Linked DNA regions of Gossypium arboreum: region 1 is linked to region 2. A link is a contact called in public Hi-C data. All regions are on one chromosome and are shown on one strand. Each heading gives the region's core, a stretch centred on a gene start, on an enhancer-like site or on the middle of the called end of the contact. The rest is flanking DNA. Distances are from core to core; before and after follow the strand shown. Region 1 has its middle 20 kb from the start of LOC108463820. Region 2 holds the start of LOC108461212.

Region 1 (5,817 bases), core at 284-2,783, 91 kb before region 2:
AAATGGGAAGGGTTAGATCGGTACCGTCTCAACATGGAAACATAGAATACGTCATGGATACGGTCTAGTTCAGGAGGTAACTCTAATTGATACATCACTAGACCAACTCTCTTTTTAAGGATTTTGTAAGGTCCAATGAACCTAAGACTCAATTTTTCCTTTTGCCCGAACCTCAAAACTTTCCTGTAGAGATACTTTTAGAAAAATTTGATCTCTGACAAAATCATTTACATCATTACAACATATCGTTAGTTGACTGATGTGAATTTAAAAGAGAAAACAGTTTTTTTCTATGTCATTTAAAAAAGTGAAATTTTTTTATCAAAATAATTGTTTTCAAATTATGAGATGTGTTGTAATAGTTGCTCATTTCATTTTTTAGTCATGTAGTTGGGGTTCGATCCCCACTTATGAAAATGAAGTAAATTTTATGGTCGGTCATTTACCGCTTCGAAAAGCACTCACAACGAGAGGATTAGTCACACTACCAACGATATATACCTTGGTTATGACCAAAAAAATAATTGTTTTCCATTGGTTTTAAAAGTTTAGCTGAACATTATGACTTGAATTATTTTTTACAGTTCACATCGTTAATTAATATAATTTTTAAGAGTGTGTTTAGATGAATAACTTTAATTTTTTGAGAATTTTAAAAATGCTAGCACTTTAGAATCCATTAATTCAAAATGCTAGTATTTGTAATTAATTTGTTTGGATAAATAATTGATTTGGGAAAAATTAGGTTGCTAGAATTTTACAAATTAAAAAGTTAATAATTATATTAAAATAAATAATATAAAAACATTCAATATGGATTTATATTTATAAAAATTATAAATATTTTTAATAAAATAAGTTTTAAAAAGTATTTATTAGAATTAAATAAAAATAATTTTGAAGTTTAAGTTTTTTTGTCTTATAGTGAGATTATATGTATTAAATCAAATAAAATTATGAGAAATTTTGAAAAATCGCCTCTTAAGTGAAATTTGAAAAAGTAAATTGAATTAATAAAATTTCTGTTGAATTTATGAGTTTTAAAATTCTTCAATATATTTATTAAGTAATTTTTTTAAAATTTTGAAAAATTTAATAAAAATAAAATATTTCACCCACACATGCTCTAAAAGTTTTAATAATTTGAATTAAGATATATATCATCAATAAAAAGAACTGATCAAAATATGCTGAACTAAATCTTTAAATTTAGTATGGAGATGAAAATCACATTGTGATTTGAAAAAAAAAAAAGAAGAAGAAAGTTGCGTGCCTTTTTACAAAAAGAGGAAAGAAAAAGCCCAAGAAATAGGCTTGAGTGTTGGCCCAGTGTTCACAAACATCGATGCGAAGATGCCCTGCTGCCCAGTGGCAGGACCAGCCAAGGGAAGTGATAATTGAGTGATTTATAATGAAAAACCCCTTAGACAAAACGAGGCTTCTATTTTCTGAACCCCATGTCCCCCTCCATCCCTACATCTTCCACTGCTTCTATGTTTCCTTTATACCACGCTTGTTCCCTTTACCCTTCTTTCGCTTTCCATTATCATGCCTTGGGTCCCCCATCATCATCATCATCATCATCTTCCATATTCTCTATTACATTCTCACACCCAGATCTATATACATAAACAATTCCATGCTTTTTGTTCTGTAATAACCTTTGATTAAAGCTTTTGAAGGAAATAAAAAAGATGTTATCCCCATAATAATCTCAAATCCAATCATTTCTTTGCTATCTAAAGTCCATACATTTATGACTCGTCTCAATCCTTCCCTTTTCAAAGGAATTAATCAAGCAAATCTTCTTTTTGTTTGGTATACACTTGAAATAAAAAAACTAATGCTTTTTTCAAATACGTAAAAAGAAAGGATTTTAATCATTCCCAATCCTAAAATGATACACAATTTTTATAAATTTGTTGATAAAACGACAAATAAAGTGTCAACCCAAAGCATTGAGAAATAATGAACCAAAGTCCCCAATTGCCAATAAATCCCAAATTCCCTCTCTCTCGGACTCTTTCATATTGAATCATGTAGGTGTTTGCAAAAGCAAAACTTTCCCTTCACTTCATATTTTTTTTATTATGTTATACTTGTGTTTAAATTTTGATGGATTAATATTTAGTTTATCTTTGAATTTATTTAAAAGTATTTAGATATCACTTGAATTGGTATTTGAGCTTATATGCCTTCACCCAGGTTAGTATATCCATATTAACACATTTGTTTATGTTGATATGTCATTGATGGCCAATTTTATAGTGGCACATGGAGTAAACTACATGTTAACCCTTAAAAAATTAACTTGTTAATAAATTAGGGGCAATATGTGTGGCGTGATACAAATTTAGGCATTAATTAAATATTTTAGACAAGTTTAAGGGATAAATTACATATTAACTCAATTTTAATATGTTAATAATTTATATTAGGTAAAATTTGAGATGTATTTTGAAAAATAAATTTTAAAATATTATGATATATTATGTTTATGTCATATAATAGTAGGGTTTTAGTTCTTTTTTTTTCTTTGGATTTTAGGTAGAGTCTTGACTTTTATATATAAAGCAAAAAACTTTACCTTGCTTAAAGCTAAGTGGGTGGGTCCAAAATTATTGTTCAACATCAGATTTGGTTGATCTTAATGTCAAAGGCTCAAAAGGGGCGGTGGAGATTTAGGTAGGTGGCTTATATCACACAAGAGTCAACTTAAGAGATCTAACGTTTATGAGAGTGTCTTGGGGTCTATGTACTTTAGCCGCTTTTATGTTGTTGGTAAAAAGCTCTTATAAAAATATGATTATAAAACAATTATATTAAAATTAATTTAAGTTTTGATTAAAATGATAATACTGGTGTTCAAAAATTTTGGTTAAATTTTACTGTTAGTTTTTTATTTTACAAAATTGTGGATTTAATTATTATATTTTAATTTGATTATTTTTAATTCATATACTTTTAAATTTTAAAATTCCAGTGTTTACCAAATGTTAAATTCATTAAGTTATTTTTATTATTTCCAAAATATCATGTGCCAAACATATTACCGTATGTATAATGTCATGTCAGTTTATTATTTCCACATATTACTTGCTAAAAATTTAGTTAATTTATTAACGACTGTCATTTGTGTCAAGACTGAAATTTTAAAATTTAGAATTTAAAATGATTCAATTGTAAATTTTGGATTAAATCTACAATTATACATTTAGCATAGGTAAACCTAATCATCGGTTAAGCCACTCTCCCAGGCCAATCCAAAAAGTGAAAGGCTTTGGGAAAAATATAGGCCTAAAATATGGGTTTGAACTAAAATTAATGCCCGTTTTCTAAACTGTCCAGGCCTCGGGTAGGTTTTTTGGCCCAGGCCCGACTTAGCCCAGCCCAAGTTAGTTTTTTTGTTATTGTTTTGTTGTCATTTCGTTGCTATTTTATTATCATTTTGTTATTATTGTTTGAATATTGTTTATTTTAATATTTATTGGAAAATATTTATTTTAATATTTTTAGTGTATTTGATATATTATATTTTTAAAAAATTTTATATAAAAATAATAAAAAATGATAATCTGAGATAGGTAAAGTTAGAGTTCGGGTTTAGCATTTTTAATATGGGTTAGGCTTGGACAGAATTTTAGGCTTATTTTTTCAAGGTTGGGCTAGCCCAGGCCTAGAATCGGGCCTAAAATTTTACATCAGTTCGGTCGGCCCATGATTAGGTTTAAGTACACTAATAATTGAATTTAAACAAGCAAATTTAATTACTATTTAGTTCAAGACTAAAATTTTAAAATTTTAAAAGTACAAAGACTAAAATTAACCAATTCAAAAAGTACAATAAATAAAATTGATCGATTAAAATACAAGGACTATATTCATAATTTTTACAAAGTATAGGGACTAATAATAAAATTTAACTTAAGGTTTTTTTATGTCTTGGATTTAAATAATAATTGTGATTTATTTTAAGTTTGAAATCCTTTTTCTAACTTTTATGTAAAAATATGAAAGATAAAAACACTTTCATAATAACATTTGTTACTTTTAAATAAAATTTGTGTCTGCTTAATTAGTTATTAAACATAATAATTTTTTGCCACGTGGAATTCATTAAGTAAAGGTGAATTGGGATGATAAAGAGAATTTTTCTAATCAATGGCTTAATTAACACACTTTTTAAATCACTCTAGGTTTATGAATAATTGTGCTGTTTACTATCGTTGAAATAGTAGAATTTTACAAACGAATCTAACATAATGTGAAGTGCTTTTATTATTTTACTCCACAGTACACCATACACCATACACCATACACCCTTTATATTATATATTTCAACAATTTTATTATACCTTCGATTATGTTTGTTTTGTTATATAATGTTTAGAACTATTTATAGTTCCTTCTTAACTTATAAGAAAATAATTCACTTCAATGTATTTGAACTTATGTCTTTTACATTAACAACAATACATATACTAATAGAGTGAAGACTCACTCAATCAATTTAAATATTTTTTTTATTTCATTAACAGCCAACAGAGTAATAATCTTAATAATATATTCCTCCAGTGTTTTGGATAGTGATTTTACGCTATTAATATAGAAAATGTTATTTCTTTTAGCTTCTTTCTAAAATTTAAATAGGGTAAATATGATTTAAATTGTTTAAATTAGATTTGATCATGGGTTTGATAATCTATTTAGGTTCGAAGATTCGTCAGAAAATGGATTTGGATAAAAAATTATATTTTTTTTTAAACAAGTCGAGCCTCAATAAGATTTTTTGGCCCGATCTAACCCGAATTTGTCTAATTTTTTCACTATTGTTTTGATATTGTTTTGCTGCCATTTTGTTATTATATTGCTACTATTTTGTTGTTATTGTTTTATTATTAATTTGCTACTATTTTAAAAGCATTTACCTGTTAAGTTGCAACTATATTAGTGTTATTTAAGTATAAATAAGTTTTAATATATTTTCATTTTTTTGGGAAACATTTGATTTTAATATTTTCACTGTATTTGATGTATTATATTTTTAAATTTATTTTATATAAATAATAATCTGAGTCAGCTTGAGTTTAGTATTTTTTTATCTAGATTGAGTTTAGGTCAAATTTTACTTTCATTTTTCGAGTTGGACCCTAGCCTAGAAAACAAGTGTAGAATTTTTCATTAACCAGATCCAAAACCAGCTCAATCTATGATCATGTCTATTTTGAACCTATATTTTTTTGTACGGATAGTAATATGGATACTAACTGAAATAAAACTCAACTGACAAAAAATATTAATCTTTAATACAACTTATAATTATAATTGCAAATAACCATAATCATAATAACTTATTACAACAAACAAAGGGTTAAGCATTAGAATATATTTGAATTTAAGAAACTTACTAATGAAACTCAAACCTATATTTTTTAAAAAAACTTTCATAACTTTCTACTTACTTACCTAATTTAATTAATAAATTAAATATATTAACACTTTTTATATTTATATTATATTTAAATCCCTAACTAAATTAGTCTCATAAATTAATTAAGCATAAAAATTAAAAATCTATTATTTTTAGAAAATAAATATTACTGTAAAAATGTTTTTACATCTTTTATATTTTAACATAAAATCAATTCGTAATTAAAAAATATTCACATGATAGATCTTGAGAATTTACTATTTCAACTTTTTTATGGAGTAATATAATAATAATATTCATAAAACTTACTAATAATAAATAATAAATTGGAAGAAGGTGATTGGTGAGGGCCATCATTGACATGAAAGGAAGGGATAAGATAAAAA
Region 2 (5,713 bases), core at 443-2,942:
TGGCAAAGTAATGCATCAATAAAGTTTATAACAAGGTTTGCATAATAGATTTTGAGTTAAGAATTCTATAGATTGTATGTAATGACTTGCATTTCAAGCTTGTGCTTTTAGAGGTTATGATGAGACACTTGATTGTAAGAAGATTCGTAGAGATATTGGAAACTCAAAATTTTGCATCATTGTTAATGAAGCTCGTGATGAATCGAAAAGAGAACAAATGACTCTTGTTTTGAGATTTGTTGATAGAGATGGCTTTATTAGGGAGCATTTCTTCGACCTTACTTATGTTAAAGATACATCATCATTAACTCTTAAGAATGAAATATATGTTATTCTCTCTCGTAATAGTCTTGATGTTCAGAATATTTGTGGTTAAGGTTACGATGGGACTAGTAATATGCGCAGGGAATGGAAAGGATTGCAAGCATTATTTCTCAATGATTTTCCTTCAGTTTATTATGTGCATTGTTTAGCTCATTGCCTACAATTGGCTTTTATTACTACATCTAGAAAGGTACATTATGTTCATGAGTTTTTTAATAATGTAAGTTTCATTATCAATTTTGTTGATGCCTCTTGCAAATGTTATGAAAAAATACATGCTGCCAAAGAAGCTAAAATTGCAAGCATGTTAGTTATTAATGAGCTTAGGACTGGAAAAAAGTGCAAATCAAATTTTAAAACAAGCTAGAGATACTCATTGAGGTTCTCATTTTTATTCTATATGCAGTCTTATAACAATTTTTTATGCAACTTATTCTGTGCTTAAAAAATTAAAGGTGAATGATCTACTTATTCTCAATGAGGGGATGCTAGTGTTGCATACAAGTTAATTCAATCATTTGAGTTCATTTTTATTTTGCATTTGATGAAAGAGATCATGGGCATTATTGATATACTATGCCAAGCTTTGCAACAAAAATCTCAAAACATTTTAAATGCCATGAATTTGGTTTCAAGTACAAAGATGTTCATTCAGAATTTAAGAGAAAATGGTGGACTAGTTTGCTTATAGATGTGTTGTCATTTTTGTGAAAAGTGTGATTTGAGTGTTCCTAATTTTGAATGAACAATATTTTGAAAGTAGACGTTAACAACACCAACAAAGTTAGATAAGAAAAGAACACCATTATCATTTTGACATATTCAATGAAGTAATTGGTTTTGAGTTGCAAAAGTTGAATAACAATGGCTTAGGCTTATTTTGCAATCCTCATTATGGAAGGTCTTTAATCACTTGTATATTTTTTTTTGAAGATTTAATTATACTTAAACTTAGATTTAGTCACATATTTTGGTATTTTACTGTAACACCATTAAAAATTGATCACATGATACTAGCAGTCAATCACATTATAATAAGTAACAACTCTCCTCATACGTGATAAACATAAATTAAAATTAAAAATTTAAAATATATAAATTAATAAAAAGTAAAAAAAACATTTTCCGTTAAGAATAAATCTAGAGAATGGTTGTTTATATTTAGATATGTTTTTTAGTAATTTTATTTTAACGGTGTATCCTTCATTTTATTTTTGTCTAACAAATTAATTAATATATTATAGATTTTGTATTTTTATACCATGCACAATTTTTCTTTCGAATGATGGGTATTTGCTGACCTTAATAAATATTATTCTTTTTATAATATTTACATTATTTTCATAAAAATAAAAATATTTATACATATAAAGTAAGAACATTTCACAGAAAGATTGAATAAAAACGGTGCGCTTTAGGTCCTTTTGAGTTATTTGGCGCTGAATGGCCTTTCGGAGAGACGAAAAGCTACTCCAAGTATCCTGAATCTCCCAGAAACCAATCCCATTAAAAAGAAAAAATCCTTTTTGAGTTATTTTCTTTTGCAACAATGGGAGCATCATCCTCGACGGAGCAGCCGGTATCGGCGGAGCAACGGGAGTTGGAAAACATCGCCGCTTCAACGGGAGCTCTTCCTTTGCTTCAAAAATCCTTCTCAAACCTCTCTGACCCTCAAACCAACGCAATCTCCATCCAAACACTTCAGGTAATCTTAATTTATTCAACAATCTTCGTTAATTTCATCCATTCACTTCATTTCATAATAGATAATACCCTTTCTTTCTTTTTTCTTTTTCTTTTTCTTTTTCTTTTTCTTTTTACATTGCTTCCAGCAATGTTTTCATTTATGTTACGAAGACCCAGTTTGCGAATCACAGCAAAAGCCAGAGTCTTTCCCTAGGTTGTTGGATCACTTGGGATCATCGATTGTAGACTTATTTTTCTTGTCTGAAAAAGGTGGCATAAATTGGTTAGGGTTTCTAGGTGGTTACGTGAAGTGCTGTGGGAGAATGTCTACATCAATGTCTCTTAATATATTGTTGAGAATATTTGCGATGGCAGTGAAAAAGTTGGGGCTTTCTTCGAATTTGGAGTTCGAACCGGATGCTGCTGATTGCAAGATCAATGGGTCTTTACTACCCTCTGATCTGCTTCTTCTTCTTTGGATGTGTTGGGCTATGTTGTGGAATGTTAGGACCTTGAAATCTTCTGAAAGGAAAGGGAATCTATTATTGCCTGATATTAATCATTTGGTGTTGTCTGCTGTTGTTGCATGTGCTGAAGTTGATAGCAGCTTTGATTTATGGAATTGTGATATAGTAGGCTTGGATGTTCAGCTTCCCGTTGGAAAGTTTCTTAATTGGGCAATAACCACGGCGCCAACACTTTCAGACTGCCTTACACAATATGTTAATAGAAGACTTCAAATCTCGGTTCTTGCAGAGGTGCTGTATTTCAATTCATTGTAAGACCTGAACAAAATTGTTCGGTTGTTCAGTGTCTGCTTGTGTATGTGTTTACCTGACATCTAATATGTATTTTCTTTTGCATATTTGATGTGCCATTATTATGAGAATATCCATTGATTCAATTGTGAGAATCACTAGTTAGGTATTTTTGCTTGATGAATTGCAGGATGAAGCAGGATCTTCAGAATCTATTTCAGGAGATATGTCTCCAAACGCATCTCAAGCTTTACTTTTAACACGTGGAAGGGCATGGGCGATTTCCCTTGCACCTAGAAGCACCATCACTGAAGAAATTTTGAAGTTATGCTTTTCTGCTGATATTGTTGGAACTGATGAAAATCTTCTTTATCGGTTTGTCATTTCCCCTTTGATGTTATGATCCATTAAGTGTCAATGCTCCTAGTAGTCTTTTCAAGATAAGAGTGCATCTTTTCTCCGGGTTTCCTTTAACCTGTGTTTGTAACTTAATAATTTTACGTATTTATTCGGTTGTTTGTGACTTTGTAGGTCCTCTACTCATGGAAAAGGCTTGAACAGATTCTGGTCGAATGTCGAAGGTTATCATCGTCCATTACTTGTTCTCATATCTGCTAATTCAGAAGATGCCTATCAGGATAATAACAAAGCCAGGAAATGGATCATAGGAGCACTTACACAGCAGGGTTTCGAAAATAAGGATACATTCTATGGAAGCTCGGGGAACCTATATGCTATAAGTCCGATCTTCCATGTATTTTCACCTTCAGGTATGTAATCAAACAAGAGGAAATATGCCAATGGTCAGATTTTGTCCGTCTTTTATTCCTTGGAGGGTGGAGGGGCCTGTGGAAGGGGGCAAGGGACATGCATAGAGGATGTTAGGATCCATTCCTTGCCTGGCCTATGTAATCAAGTTTCTGTTGGGCCATTTTCTTTTTCGGTGGATGACTTGGTGAATATAATTAATCATAAAATTTTAACAGGGAAAGAGAAGAACTATGTATACAGTCATTTGTACCCTACAGGAAGAGTTTATGAATCACATCCAAAGCCAGTGGGAATTGCATTTGGAGGAACCACTACAAATGAGAGGATATTTATAGATGAGGATTTTGCAAAACTAACCGTTCGCCACCATGCAATGGACAAAACTTACCAACCTGGTTCCCTTATCCCAAACCAGGTGCATAGGATACAACTTTAATATCCAGTTCTCTTAATAAATGCAGAATCCTATGAACCTGTTATTTGATGCTACAGTGTGTAGTTTATACTACCAATTAGTCTTTTGTCTCTTCTAATCTGAACCCTCATGAGAATTTTAACTATCATGACCTGCTATATTTTTTCAACATGGAAAGGAACTGATATGAGGTTTTTCCTCGAGTGTCTGAAAGGTCGGTACTGAACTTTGAAATGATTTGGTGCAGGGATTCCTCCCAGTAGAAGCTTCGATAGCAGAAGTCGAAGTATGGGGACTTGGTGGTAAGACTGCAAAGGAAGTCCAGGATTCGTACAAGAAAAGAGAAGAACTTTTTACTGAGCAAAGAAGAAAGGTAACCAAAACCCTCTAAAAATTTAAGTCAATTTCAAACCGCCTGAAGTGTAAATGTTGAGTTGCAAGGCTTAAGCATGGGAGCTGCGTGTGTACAGGTTGACTTGAAAACATTTGCAACATGGGATGATTCGCCTGAGAAGATGATGATTGATATGATGGGTGATCCCAACAGAGTTCAGCGAGAAGATCGCTGAGCCATTCACTCCAACGTTAACCATCATTTAATACTATAGTTTTCTTGCTTTGGTAATAATAATAGGTTTGGCCATTAGTCATGTGGATCATCTGTAACTATTTCGAAGAGATACGTCAATGAGAAAACAATTTCTTCGTTCTGTTGCACATTGGTTGTATAAATTTTTAGTCTCTGAATTTTTAGTCTTTTCACGTTTAGTCTCAAAATTTGTTCGCTTTTTTTTTTTTACTGAAATAATAATGTGATGCACTGATGCTTGAAATTGTGTTATTTCATCACATGAAATTTTTATGTAAAACAAACTAAATTTTCATGATGTGGTATTCTCATTTCACTGTGAAATTAAGAAAAGTTATGAGATTAATACGGATAAAAATATTAGATCAAATTGAAGAAAGTTATTAAATTTTGGAACTAATAAAGTTTTTTTAACCGCTTGGGGAAATTGGGGCCTCTTTCTATCGCTTTACTCGCCTATTCTGTGTATGCAACATACTGCGGGGGTTTGTCGCTGTTCCCTTCTTCGACAGTCGTCTTCCAAGATTCAAATAAAAAACGTTCTCCAACAACATTCACATTAATATACCGCTGTTATAACAGAACATTTAAGGTATTCATATGTAGCCTATGGGGCAGCTCAATTGCTTTTTATCGCAGCAACTTGAAAATAAAATATGATTTTGGAACATTTTTAGGTGTATAATATTTATAAATTTAAGTGCATAACATCTTTTAAATAGTTTTAAGGAATATATATATTGTATATAAAATTATAAAAGCAGTACGTAATGAATTGAAGATGCGTTTGCATGTATGTTATATATAGGGGACTAACATTATCAAATTTGGATCAAAGCAAGGAAGAACAAGAAAACCACCAAAAAGAAACGCCGTCCCAGAAAATATATCCCCAAGTGATGGTAAGTAATTCATCAAATGGTGGACGGAAGACGCAAAAAATAAAAGGAAAAATCAAGGAAGGTGAAAGCTATAATTGAACTACTTGAAAAAACAAGGCATACTAGTATGTTTTCAACTGCCTATCTCTCTATCCATTTTCATTCTCTTTGCATTAGGGGCGTCGGGAATACTATTGCCCCTGTTCTGGGAGGATGTATCATGTTGGTACGCACAATTGGCGCCATTCCTGCATCCCCTGGAATTGTTAAAGTAAACACAAGGCTTCAT

Evidence for each region. Hi-C and Micro-C count contacts between places; a contact is called where the count stands out from the background.
Region 1: a Hi-C map of leaf shows a contact between it and region 2, with 3 times the contacts expected there. The contact joins the enhancer-like site here to the promoter of LOC108461212 in region 2. A contact is called at or near these places in 2 of 5 Hi-C or Micro-C datasets (both in leaf).

What each region holds. Positions count from the first base shown.
Region 1 is chr1:100,692,192-100,698,008 of ASM2569848v2, reverse strand. No RefSeq gene overlaps it. Among protein-coding and RNA genes, the nearest start is that of LOC108463820, 20 kb to the right of the region's middle. Within about 2 kb of position 1,533, at least 2 of the 2 cell types and tissues checked have an H3K27ac peak or open chromatin away from gene starts, as enhancers often do. A contact at or near this core is called in leaf, where this site is marked.
Region 2 is chr1:100,601,408-100,607,120 of ASM2569848v2, reverse strand. It overlaps LOC108461212, which reads left to right and starts at 1,692. Exons shown (of 7, transcript XM_017760962.2): 1 at 1,692-2,029; 2 at 2,157-2,768; 3 at 2,959-3,143; 4 at 3,300-3,538; 5 at 3,755-3,954; 6 at 4,202-4,327; 7 at 4,425-4,731. The coding sequence starts at 1,874. The coding sequence ends at 4,523. It overlaps LOC108461256 (zinc finger CCCH domain-containing protein 6-like), which reads right to left. Exons shown (of 4, transcript XM_017761039.2): 4 at 5,338-5,713. The coding sequence ends at 5,558.